Regions from separate parts of the Zea mays genome. Here region 1 is linked to region 2. The links are chromatin contacts, called in public Hi-C maps. All regions are on one chromosome and are shown on one strand. The core of a region is the stretch at or near the end of the contact, and the rest is flanking DNA. Distances in the headings are between cores, read along the strand shown.

The links. A called contact is a pair of places that touch in the nucleus more often than the background predicts.
Region 1: a Hi-C map of tassel shows a contact between it and region 2, with 4 times the contacts expected there. The contact joins the promoter of LOC100276733 here to the promoter of LOC100278269 in region 2. A contact is called at or near these places in 4 of 25 Hi-C or Micro-C datasets (ear, leaf and tassel).

What each region holds. Positions count from the first base shown.
Region 1 is chr5:134,960,360-134,967,333 of Zm-B73-REFERENCE-NAM-5.0, forward strand. It overlaps LOC100276733, which reads left to right and starts at 4,468. Exons shown (of 2, transcript NM_001371574.1): 1 at 4,468-5,007. The coding sequence starts at 4,612.
Region 2 is chr5:134,410,726-134,417,046 of Zm-B73-REFERENCE-NAM-5.0, forward strand. LOC100278269 reads right to left here and starts at 4,639. Exons shown (of 5, transcript NM_001365089.1): 1 at 4,523-4,639; 2 at 4,313-4,419; 3 at 2,747-2,781; 4 at 879-991; 5 at 558-797. The coding sequence starts at 4,525. The coding sequence ends at 924. It overlaps LOC111589343 (a long non-coding RNA gene), which reads left to right and starts at 4,758. Exons shown (of 2, transcript XR_002748352.2): 1 at 4,758-4,857; 2 at 5,133-5,387.

The DNA of each region.
Region 1 (6,974 bases), core at 3,218-5,717, 550 kb after region 2:
GGTTCCACTACGAGGCCTTTACAAAGTTCCACTAGCTTCAGATAATCCGCTACAGTTTCCATGAAGCTCCAGTGCAGGGATCCCTCGCCTGACCGCCGCAGTAAAATCAACCCAAGGACCTCCCTACACTGACCACTCTCCTACTGCCCTTGCCCCTATCGGGTAAGGTAGTCCTCCACTATCTTTCCTAGTTAGTCAGCCAAGGACGTCCCATACCACCCTTGTGGTAGCACTGTTTTCCCGCGTGGTTCTCCATGTTCCAATTAACATAATGAACTTATCATGAACAATAAATAATAAACTGATAATAAAAGTGTGAACATGAATAATGTATATCTCCATACCCAAAATCACATAAAGCAATAGCAAGTACTACCCAAAAAGTTCAGTGGAATCAAGGTATAAAGATAGTCAAACTAGGGTAACCTAAAGGGTCCCATCAAAATTAACCTATACAGATCATTATGATTAATAAGAATATGACTGGGTAAAAAGAAGTGATCAAGGGCACAACTTGCCTTCAACGAGCTCCTGCTCAGCAGTCTCCACCTGCTGAACCCCTGGATTCTCTGTGGCTTGATCGTCTACTCGCATCAATACAAACATACATAGTATAGCAAAAATTAACATCACACCAAACAACAGAACAGAATATATGATAATATTCTACGCCGTGTAACGAGATCGTAGGAACAAGAATCACTAAATTTGGAGTTATAGTTATTTAGTTATGAATTTCTGAGTGATTTAATACCTAGAATAGCACAATTCATGTGAATAATTCTAGTTCAAGTTTCATGGCTAAACAGAGGCACTAGATGATAGACAACATTAAAACAAAATTATTGCCACTGGAATGGGTCAATTTGGAGTTAAATGAATTTAATATGAATTATACAAGTTTCTGGAATTGTTTTTGTATTAAAAATCAATTTGTATAATTATTTTTCTAATTTTTTCTGATCTCTGGATTGGGCGCTAAATTCTGGAAAACACAGGGTGTAATCCATAGTTTTCCCAAGACTCAGTGAACAACACCCACGGACAGCGGGTTCTATTTAAAATAAACGCAAGGGCTAAATTGCAATTCTGCAGAGCCGAAGGGGTATCATGAGACTACAGCCGTCCGATTAGAAACCGGCGGTCCAGATTACATCTGTGTTTCCCCGAATCGGTACGCTGAGATGACCATTGGATTCGGATTCAAAGGCCCGGATTTAATTAACCCTAGATCTAGTTCCTGCCGTACGACGCGAGATCAACGACATGGATCTATCCGAGCGAAGGGGTACGCGGCGCCTAATCTAAGCCGTCCACCTAGTCATCAATTGCCCACGACCTTCTTCTCTCATCCGCAGCCTGAGATGACGGTGGAACGCGCCCTACGCGACGGCGCTACTCTTGCGAGCAGGCGGTCCGGAGCATAAGTGAATGAAATCCCATGCGGGCGTGTGCTAACTTTATCCTCATATTATATTATGAAATTAAAAGTACCAATTTTGGAGATATATAAATTTTCTTTATACTTTATATTCTTTCTATTTCTCTTTTGTCCCCTTTTTCCTCATTTTCAAATCCAATTTCAAATTTGGTTTTTCCTCAAATCTTCATTTCACTATTATTATATTTTTATTCATATTATTATTATATTAAATGCACAAACTAAACTCCAATATGATGCATGGATATTTTTTGTGTTTTAGTAAAGACTCATTCTCTTTTAATTAGGTTTAGTCACATGTCTCAAGAAGTAGATGGCAAATCACATAAGGAGATCAACTCTTATATAAGTCTTATAATTTGGGTATTACAGAAGTGCATCTTCATTTTGGTTCTGGTCTATGGGAGTGAGAATAGAACCAACTATTGTAGTCTTCTTCGAAGGCATGACGAAGCTCTTTATGGTAATCGTGAGTTCATCAGGGGTGGACGCTAATGTTGGTCACTTGTTTCTGACTCCTTTGGGATATCAAAAACAAGGTAACACAGTTAATCCAAGATTCATCTTTATACTTGAACCAATTCCCCTCAAGGAAGAAGTTGATTAAAGGATGAAGACATTGGAGATTGATAGAAGATAAATGAAGGGCATAAAGGACAAATCATACAATATATAGAAATGAAGCACATGATTCAATCTTATTAAACATCACTTTCTTCTATTTTCATTATTCAACAAAATATTACAAGTGTACCTTTGGCTATTGTGAGTTACAATACGAAGATAAGAAGAATACAACTTCATAGGCAGCGCAAAACAACTATCCTCAGCCGAAAAAGCGTATCTAATACATGACACCATTCCTCTATATATAGTCGCGGAGTTCAGGTTCGGCAAAATTACAACCATGTCCCCAGACCTATACATACGAGCTATTGAATGAATCAAGGGCACTGTTGTCATTTTCCTTCATAGTTTTGTTGAACAAGTCTTGAGAATTTAGCCTTGCTTCGACCAGTTTCTCTTCTGCGTGTATGCGCCGTCGATTCGAAGCTTCAAGCTTTGTTTTTGTGACCACAACATCTGCATGTCATCTCTAGCCGAAGGCATCATTCGGTATATGCTCTGCTACAATTTAAAATAGACTTGACAATGGTTAATGGATAAGCATTTTGAGGACCTTCGATTAAAGAGCCCCCCCCAACAACAGGTATCCTCATCTAACCTCCAGCAAACATGACACCGAGTATCTAGTCTCAAAGCTCTACTTGTAATCTTTATTTTCAAAATCTATAACACTATATAATTCATCAGTTAAAACTTTGCTAAACCCACCCAACCAAATCACCCTCACACCTATAAGCTTCCCTACGTACACCAAACAAATTGCACCCACAAATAACACACCCTCAAAATCAACGGTTCAGATCGCCCTCTCTCCCTCCCCTCATCACTCATATCCAATGGTCAGTGTTATTTGGATCATCCTTCCTCCCTCACTCACGCAGCATGATGCCCACCTATGTCTGGCATCTTCGCACCGTTGTTGCTCACAAGGGCACAACCACACATGCACAGTCGCTCTTCACCTCTTCCCTACGCTGCACACGCCGCCCGCCACTCACCTCGCCTGACAGCCTGAGTCACCTTTGCTCTGCATTGCGCCTACTGGCTACCTCTCACCTCTGCCCGTTGCGCTGTCCCGCCTCCATGACTCCATAGGCCACGGGCACGAGGCGAAGGAGGAAGACACCACTATCTCTTTGCCAATGGCGAGTTTGGAAATGCCAGTGGCCAGTTCTTTTCCCCAATCCTAGTGCGCAGTTATGTCCAACCATCCCCAATCTCCAGTGGCAAGCCGACAGTACAAGGTAACTGGGTAAGTACAATCTCTGATTTTGAAAAGAAGGATCTTCTAAATTTTAATTGGCATTTCTACAAAAGATACAATAATTGTCAAGAAAATTCTCAGTGAGCTTTATATGAATTTTTTATCTGTTTCTTATTCTATGTGTGTTGAGGTGAGAAATGATAAAGTTGTGCAACGAATGGTATAAAAAACTAAACATTGGCCATTGCTTGAAATACCAATTTAGAGGACCAAGACCATCTTTCCAATCCCTACTCTGCATATTCCAATTCCAAACTTAATGCAATGTTTAGGGTTGTGTATGTGGAAACTCAATTTTTAATGAAAACTGATGTAATTTATGGTTGTGAATGAAAAACATCTATCTGAAGTTGACTTGTGTCTACAAAAGCATTTAGATACTATTTTTGTGGTGCCCCCTCTTATTTCCCATTGTCCCCTTGAGATGAGATTACATTCATGTCTGTCCAATCAACCTTGCATGTTTTCACATTGCTATACCTTTCTGATAAATTTACAAAAGATCATATTTGGTGTGGATATGCTGATATCATGGGCCCTTTGGAGACATTCCATGGCTTCTTTAATGATGAAGATGAGAACTCATCTCTTCGAATAATATGGACAAGGGTTTCGTGATAAATGGGCATTTGCACACAATGTGTATGAACACCACCAGGCACAAGGATTTTTCAATACCGAATATCAGTCAAATATTGTCGATCCCCTTCTGAGAGTATTGAGGCTTCTTGATGAAGAGAGGGTAACAATACATCTAATATGTATCAACACTTGAAAAACAATACAATGTGTATGTTCATTTTCTATTAATTTCAGTGTTAGCACGATTTCAGAGATTAAGATAAGAAATAAAGATTCAAATTTTTGTACTCCCATTATCTCGATCACTTTATTGTATTTTAGATTAGATTTGTTATACAATTAGCTTACTAGTCTAGAGTAGAGTTTGAAAACCGTTAGGCATACTCTTAAGGCTAGCCTGGGAATTCTATTTTTCCAAAGAATTTATATTTTATCAAGAGAAAATAAACTAATTTCTCTTAAAAAATAAAAATATCGTGAGAAAATATGACAAACTAGCCCTTAGAAATTTAATACGACTGATTTCAAGAGGCGTCTACTTGTGACCCGACCCATAAACAAGTTTGGGGCTGGCCCAACCCTCAGCATACAGGCACGAAACCTCGCGCCGCCACCAAATCTCCAGCGAGCGAAGAGGCGGCTCCGGCGAGTGCGCGGCAACGACGAAGGCGTCGGGGCCAGTGGCGAGAGGAAGAGCATGCTGAAGTTCCTGTCCAAGGTGGTGGTGGAGTACTGCCCTCTGGACCCGCGGAAGGCGGCGGCAGTGGAGCTCCTCGCGCAGTGCAACGGCCGCAAGGCCAAGGACTCCAACCCGGCTTGCTCGGTCGAGCTCCGCCGCCTCCCCTCCCCAGCTCCGTCCACGGACCTCAAGTCGCAGCCGACTCTCCCGCCTCCGAGGGTCCTCGTGACCTACTTCACCGGAGCTGAAGAGGCCATCGTCTTTGCTGAGGGAGCTACGGCGCAGGGCATCCGGGACCAGATCGTCGCACGGGGCCGGCTCATCGATACGGAGAAGATGTTCCGCGACGGCGGGGAGAAGTGGCCCGTCGTCATCCCCGAGGAGGAGCTTGGCATGTCGTTCCCTGGCATCAAGGTACGGCATGTTTTCCTTTTTGTGCTTATCTTTCCATTTCGTCGAACGCCAGGCGTGCGTGGGTGTTTCTTTTCTTTCTACACTGCATTGAACACTCTCTGGATCATTTCTTTGTATTTGATGTGTCTGTTAAGGTATCCGTTGGGCATCTTGTGCGTTTTACCATTGTGTTTGTTTCGACCGGTGATGTAGTTTGTTTACACTGCTTATCGCTTTGTCGAACTCGAAATGAATGCATGGTTTGCTTGTCGCCGAAATTTGGTACTGCTTTTAGTGTGGTAATGCATCATGATCCAAATGTCTCTTCACAATTTGTTTGAACCATTAATTAAGTTTACTTCAAAAATGAATAGAAATAGAGCCCGATTCAAGGTTTTAAAGTCGGCTAGTCGACTCTAGTCGCCTGAGCACCGATAAGGTGACTAATCGCGATTAGTCATTGATTTGCTTGATTAGTCGAGCCTAGTCGACTCCTAATCGTCCTATAGTCGTCCACCTATAACAAGACCATATGTGTGTGCGCGTGCGCGCGCGTGTATAGCTGTAGCAGGACTACAGTACAACAATACACTATAGCTGTAGCAGACACGCACAATACTGCTGAACAAGTGAATAAGCAAAAGAACAAAGGGATTACCGTCTGAAGAGATGCTCATCTCGGTCTGAAGTTCAGAACAGACTATGAACTGTGAACTCTAAAGAAGTCTAATGTTCTTTGGAGTGGTTAGGAAGTCTGAACTGTGAATAAGTCTGAACTGTGAACTCCGAAGTTCAGGACAGCCGCGCGCTGGAGGGTGGACTCTGGTGGAGGCATGGAGTAGAGGCGGGCGCCACACACTGGAGGGTGGAGGCTCGAGTAGAGGCCTCTGCAGCAGCCACGCGATGGAGCAGAGGGCCACCGGAGCAGAGGGCCGCGATGGAGTAGAGGGCCGCCGGAGTAGAGGGGGCGCAGCCGCACGCTGGAGAAGGGGCGACGGCTACTGTCTGGCTGGTGTGGTACAGGTAGGGCAACACAATGTTTCTACTTTTTACTGTAGAGATGGTGGGCCGGCTGCGGGCCCATAGGACAGAGGACATATTACAGGCCCAAACCAGGCATAAACTAGGCGGTCATAACACTTAATCTCACGACTAATCGTGATTAGTCAGTGACTAGGATGACTAATCGGTTCCTAGTCGCTCGATTATCGGATGACTAATCGCGATTAGTCAGTGACTACGACGACTAATCGGTTCCTAGTCTCCCTAATCGAGTCGAAGCTCCTAATTTAGCTTACTCCGGCGATAAGTCCGACTAATCGCGATTAGTCGGACGACTTTAAAACCTTGGCCCGATCCTATCCTGATTCGATTCTTAAATTTTATAGTGCAAAGTTTAAAGCCCATTATCAACTGCTTTTTTCCTTCCAAATTATAGATCGTTATGGGATTCTATACATAATGTATATCTAGGAGCATAAAAAAAATTATAGATCTAAGTGCATGGCATCTGGTGTACATAGAAAAGCCAAAATAACATATAATTTGGGCATGAGTAGCTAGGGGTGGTAATGGATCGTGATCCAAATGCTTCTTCACAAAATGGTAGAGCCCTAACTAAATTTTAGTTCAAAAATGAATAGAAATAGGGTCTGATCCTAATCAGATCTGATCATTAAATCTTATAGTATAAAATTGAGAGCCCATTGTCACCTCTAGAAGTAGCTGCCTAGAATGGTATCATCTGGGTCAGCTGGGAAGTTAAGGATGTGTTAGATTCCTGTAACTAAAGTTTAGCACGTGTCACATCAAATGTTTAAATACCAAGTCCGAGAATTAAATATAGTCTAAATACAAAACTAATTACATAGATAAAGACTAAACGATGAGACAAATTTATTACGCCTAATTAATCCATGGTTAGCAAATGTTTACTGTAGCATCATATACGCGAATCGTGAACTAATTAGGTTTATTTGTATAGTTAG
Region 2 (6,321 bases), core at 3,389-5,888:
TATTGGTCACCTAGTGCTATCACAACTTCACCCCCACGCCTGACACTCTAGACCCATCTCATGCGCCACGACTGGTTGTCCCGCCTCATGTGCCCAGCCTTGGCGTCGTGCTCTGTGGGCTCCTCGCCCAGCGCTCTCTAAGCTAGCTTAATATTTAGAAATAAACAATAATTATATATAAAAATACTGCAAAGTGAGTACTCAAACCTACAACCCTTGCTTCAGAAATTTAGAGTTAACCAACAGACCACACGTACAGTGTTTAGAAATAAACAATAATTATATTTAAATAATAATCTCAAATACCTATTTATATGATATATAAAAACCGGATAATTGACTATTAAAAACATAAGAACAAATAAATCACCAGGCTGGCCTCGAGATTCTTCGTGAAGGCCAAAACATATGAACAAATCCACCTTTAACAACTCCAATAAAATCCACACCCAGGTCAAAGGATAAAGTTTCTCGTCAATGTGTGAACGCTACTTTGCCTACTTTGCCATTCCAAACATATTTTCAAAAGCTTCAGGCCGACCAAACACACAGTAGATAAATCAAAAGCTTGCTACAATGCTTCTTATACATCAAACAATAAAATAAAATAACGGGTTACCTGAATATCCAAGCCACATTTGTTAGCATGCTGACAATACAATAAAACAACATAACATGATGGTGCCCAATAGTCAAAATGCATAACATAGCACAATAATACACCACAGCTACAAGATTACAAGCATGCGACATCTCGAAGAATCAGACTGTAACTGCAAAATTCTGATGCTTCTCTTCTGAAATGTGATAAAAGGACAATTAAGGACTGTGCAGTTTCTTACATGCTTATGAAAGAAGCAAGTAACGGGCTATCTTACAATGGAGTAATCGTAAGCAAAGAAGGCCATACAAATCTTCCAATTTCACCAAAATAAAATTGATATGCCCATCACAGAGCACCCAATGGCTACCCAGGGGCTAAGGCGTTCACCTGAGGATGAAATGCTGAATCATTATTATGTGATCTGAAGCATATTGATTGATACATACTAAAAATAGCATGCAAGAAAATATATACAAATAAATTCAATTATGTCTCCTCAAAACAAAAATGGCATTGTCCAAAACCAAGCCCAAGAAAATTTGAAATCCCCTAAAACATAATAATCTAAACTGCTGCCTCAGTCCAGCAACAGAATTCACAACAAATTTCATATACAGGAGCATAAAGCAGTAAATCGCTCAAGAATGATACCAAGAGTTTCACTAATGAACTCATAATCAACAAGCCTGACTTCTGAATATGCTGCATCATAATGCTAAGTATAAGATAATAATTTCTACTAGTACGGTAGTACCAGTTCTTCATCAACTTTTTTCTAGAATTGTGATTTCTACATGTTGTGTGACTAATTTTTTTCAATCTTCACATGCATCTTCACTTCTAGCTCTAGGCACACAGGACAGGGAGAAATTAGGCCCAGTTTTGCAGAGCTCCCCCTGCTCCAGATTCTTTGTGGAAGCTGATTGCCTGATTCTCCGCGAGAAGTGATTCTCTGACTGAAATGATTATCTATGATTTTCTAGGATAAACTTATGCATACAATGATTCTGTGCATGAAGTGAATCAAAAGAAGCTACTTTTTTCAGGTGCCTCCTAGATCGTTTCAGATTTCGGAGAATCACTCCGCAGAATCAGCAAAGAATCACTTGTCAGTAAAGAACTGTTTGGCAGAGCTTCTCCTGCATTCAGACCAGAAGTTGCTCTGGGAGCTCTGCCAAACTGGCCCTTAATTCAGTGTCTCTTTGTTAAAAAAATCCCCAATAAGTGATGATCATTGCCACCAGTTCACCACTAGGAATGGACAATTTAATAGGATTTTTTTGGCTGAAACTGTTGCCTTGAAGATCAAATGGACATATGTTTGCAAATCCTGGATTTTCTGTCAATATGACAAATGTGGCCTAGTAATAAATGTTTCTTAGTTGACAATATCTTTTGTGCTGCAGCCCTGTGGGGGATTTGTTAACTAAGGAACAGTATCTGTTTTCAGGGAACTTTGTGAGAAGTGTGAGTCCCTCCTGTTAATGATATCAGCCATGCTTCAAGGCTGGAGTATTCTGTCCAATCAAGAAAAGACCAGAGTTCATTTTCATGTTGGAAATGCTCAAAGTGCTGGCCATCAGGCCTCAAGGATTGACTGTCTAGGCCAAGTTGATGGTGAACAACAAGTACCTGTACAAGACAGCACTGGATTGGATGAAGAAGGAATTACCAGCAGAGATCTCAAATCTTCTGGTGGACTACTCACCTTATGGCATTGCTGAAAAGGGGAAGTGGAGGAGTTTTTTTACAGTTTGGTGATGAGTGGAGGGTGTAGTGTATTTTAGTTTGCAATTACACTGTTTGAGCTGGTGTGCTGCTGTCGGGTGTTTCCTTGTAATGGTGATGATACCTGAATGCTTTAACTGTTGGTCCTTATGATAATGGAATGGCCAGGGCTTTTTCCCTGAAACTTATATGTTTGCAAGTCCAGATCAACTTATAACAACATCCAATTTGGAGCTGAAACCTGGAGGGCTAATGCAACAGTGTAACAGTGTAGTCCTTAGAAAACATACTGAAAGGCACACGGAGGGCTAATGCATCAGTTGCAAAATGCACATGCTAATGAAGCACTGGATACAACTGTATGTAAATGAAATGATAAATGATAAGATATTGAGCAAAATAGGTAGAGGTTACCTATCCTAGCAGCCTTCCAAAAGAAACCACGGAACCTGCAAATTGAGGTAAGATGATGAGCTAAATGTATGTCTTATAGAGTACAAAGTATAATTTAAGCTCAAACCGTGAAGTTTTGAATGTGGGAAACTATGTTTGAAAACTAAAGACACACACAGTAGGTGGATGTTAATGTTTAATCTAAGTATCACATTAGAAGGTCAGTGATGAACTCCCCACATGACTACATAAAATAATTAGCATATTTCCTCATTGCAATTGCCTTTGCTAGTTTGTTTTAACTTGTTTCCTACACCTGGCCACAATAAGGTTGCCCCTTAATTCTGAAATGGCGGGCACCTTAGAAGTTAGAAGAGCAGCATCACAAACTAAGTAGAAATGGATTAGGCAATCAGGAACAAGATCCATTTACCCCCATGCAAATTATAAGATCTCGAATTCTCAATGCAAAAGCCATTTCAGTGACATTATTTAATTAGGTAAATTACGGCATAATACAATTATAATGCTTTCAAGAATTGCTAAGAATCTAGTACCTAAACTGTAATGAAGTGTCATGTGGGTGTGCCTCTTGCTTTAGTTAGAACAGACAACAGAGACTATCTAAGTTTCTGCTGATGTGTTTGCAATCAAGCGTATGTATAGTTGATTGGCAACAAAGTTTTTTTCTAGCTTTGCCTGCAAGATTACAACTGAGTCATAGATCAATTATCAATGATTACACAGTACAACTTGATAGAGATTCATGGTAATTTCATAGTGGCAAAATTAATCATTTAAAAATCTGGATTTAGGGACAGTCTCCTAACACACAATGACTTGATTTTTGTCTTCCTTCCCAAAAGCTGTCTACTTAAAGATCACTGTTTCTGAGATTTTAGGGTCTACCATAAATAATGTAGTGCTCCAATCCTCTTTAATTCACTCACGCACAAAGCAACTGGCCTGTTTTCTTAAAGATAAATACTCTTTTTATGAGCAATTCTGATATAAACGAATTGCTAATAAATACTAGCAGTACCAAAAGTAGGGTTTGCTCTTATTATGAGATCTGGAAAAGGATATCAATCGGAAGGAAAAATTGTTTATTGTTTGGCAAATTCTAACATATTACGGACATCTAGAGTATAGACAAGGACAGTTGCTATGGAAATTTTTGAGCGATTCTGATATTTGCCAGTACCAGAAAAGAGGTTCGCAAAATTGCTTCAAACCCATATTTCATAGACTTGGATGGACCAATAATTCATAAATGCAGTGGCAATTATAAACAGGAGACAACGTTCTGAATGACAAAATACCAATTATTTCGAAATTTTTAGAACTTCAACTAATAGGAGTAGGACTGTAGGATCCGAAAAGCCAAATAGGCGAAACACACAGCGTCGCTAAACTAGAGAACAAACTGAAAAAAAAAGGGCATTAGCCGCGCATCACACAGGTGACAGGTTGCACATTATTATTCCCACATCCCGACATCAGGCCATACCCTTAGACAGTACACCGCAATAATATTCGCTGAGGCTTCTATATAAAATAAAAAAAAAGTCGAGTATGAAGGCGCACCCTGTCCGGCGGATGAGGAGGGAGGGGAAGTGCATCTTGAGGTACGTGCAAGTGCAGATCAGCAGCAGCACCACCGTCACAAACGAGTGGAAGTTGAAGAGCGCAGACTGTATCAGCCGAGAACGACGGCATCGGGCAAAAACAAAAGTGAGATCAGGACCGAGAAATCCAAGCACGAGTAGGGCTCAGATCGAGCCGTGGTGGAGTTACCATGAAGCACGAGGAGGAGGCCGCGGACGCGGAGGAGGACGGAGGCCGAGAAGGGAGGCGGGAAAGAGGGCGGCGACCGAACGGGGGGACGGACGACGCGGTTGCGGCGGATCGGCGGAGGCACGGAAAGGACGGAAGCCGAGCGCCGATTTGCGGATTGTTTTCTCCTCTTGCGTGCGTGTTATTTTTTCCAGTTGGTGATCTAGTGCTAGATCGAAGATCGAACGGTCTGAATGTTAGCAACCCAGCGTCGTCTGCTTCAACGTCGTGTCCTGAACTGGTGATGACGAGCACGAGCCCAGAAGGAGTAGCAGAGTGGTGAGGCCCAACACGAGGTATCCAAGTGCTAAATTGGTGTATTTCTTTCAATATTGTTATATTGAGATCTTCTTAAAGATCTAAATACCCCCAAAAAAACAACATATTCAACTCCAACGGCACCTTATTTTGTCCCAAAACTAGTCAAATGCTACGTTCTGTTGGATCAGGGATTCATTTGATCGTTCCATTGATTTTTCACCGGAAACTCGACTAGCTAGCTAGCTAGCACAGATCGAGACGATGGTTCTCTGTCACTGACGATGGTTTAACGTATTTGTTTGCTGGGAAGAACTTGTTTGGAGCCGGAAAAGAGACGACCTCGAGCACAGTCAAATGGGCGATGTCGCTGCTGCTGAACAATCCAGGGACACTCGAGAAGGCACAGTCGAATGAGCGATGTCGAATGCCACCGACGAGGCGAAGGCGGCGGTGGCCGAGTCGTCCGAGTTGCTGGCGGCCATCTGCGCGGGTCTTGCTGCACTGCGCGCGGTGAGATGGTGCTTGGCAACTCGACGAATATTTACGCCAAGAAGTTGTGGCTTTGGGACGCTGGAATAAATTAGGAGCATACATTGGAAACTGTTGGACATGGGTTTTTTTCTTTTTTTTCTCTCCTAAAATGACGTTTTAGGAATACTGTTTGGAGGCCGTTGGAGATGCTGTGAATGGTTCGGTCTAATGGTTGGATAGGTATAGCCCATGAGTATGTTATAGCTATATAAATAGAATACACACCTTGTCTGTAATAAGTGATCCGGCATTTAAGAGTTGGAGACGGAGTTGTTGTCGGTCATCTCTTGTCGCCCAAGTTAGATCGTAACATTTGATATTTGGAGCTGGAAAATCTTTAAAGTCCGCTTAAGCGCCACGCACAAGAAAATCTCTTGTCGCCCAAATAATAGAAAGCAGAAAAGCATCATCATTAAAGCAATGGGATTCATATTACTGCCACGCACAAGAAAATCTATGTACAAAACATACTCTTAATTGTTGATTTCAAGTCCGCTTAAGGCGAGGCCATATTATCCGTTCATGGAGACATGGGCAGTTGACCCAATATTGTTCGGCCTTGTTCAAGCAATACCTTGATTCAACCCAATAAAATACCAATAGTAAAATAAATCTTTATCCCACGCTCTATTGTTTCTAGCTGATTAGGACTGTCTCCGCTTAGCTCCACGAGCCTTCGTCGTCGGCACAATCGCCAACTCCGTGTGTGGTGTGCCTCAACGGCCCAGTCAAATCCACACGTCTCCATCCAGGCTTAGCTTCGCACTTCGTCGTGTGCCCTCGTTTCACCCATCACCTAGCTCCACCTGTCCAGCGCGACTCTATCCGGCCTAGCTCTGCGATTCACCCCTTGACCCCTATTCCGCTAATCGTGCAGCACTGGTTCCTATTGTATTGCAACCCCTGTCACCATTCGCTCATCCCTATTCTTAGAACGACGAGGAGCTCAAAGCAAATCAACACAGCAG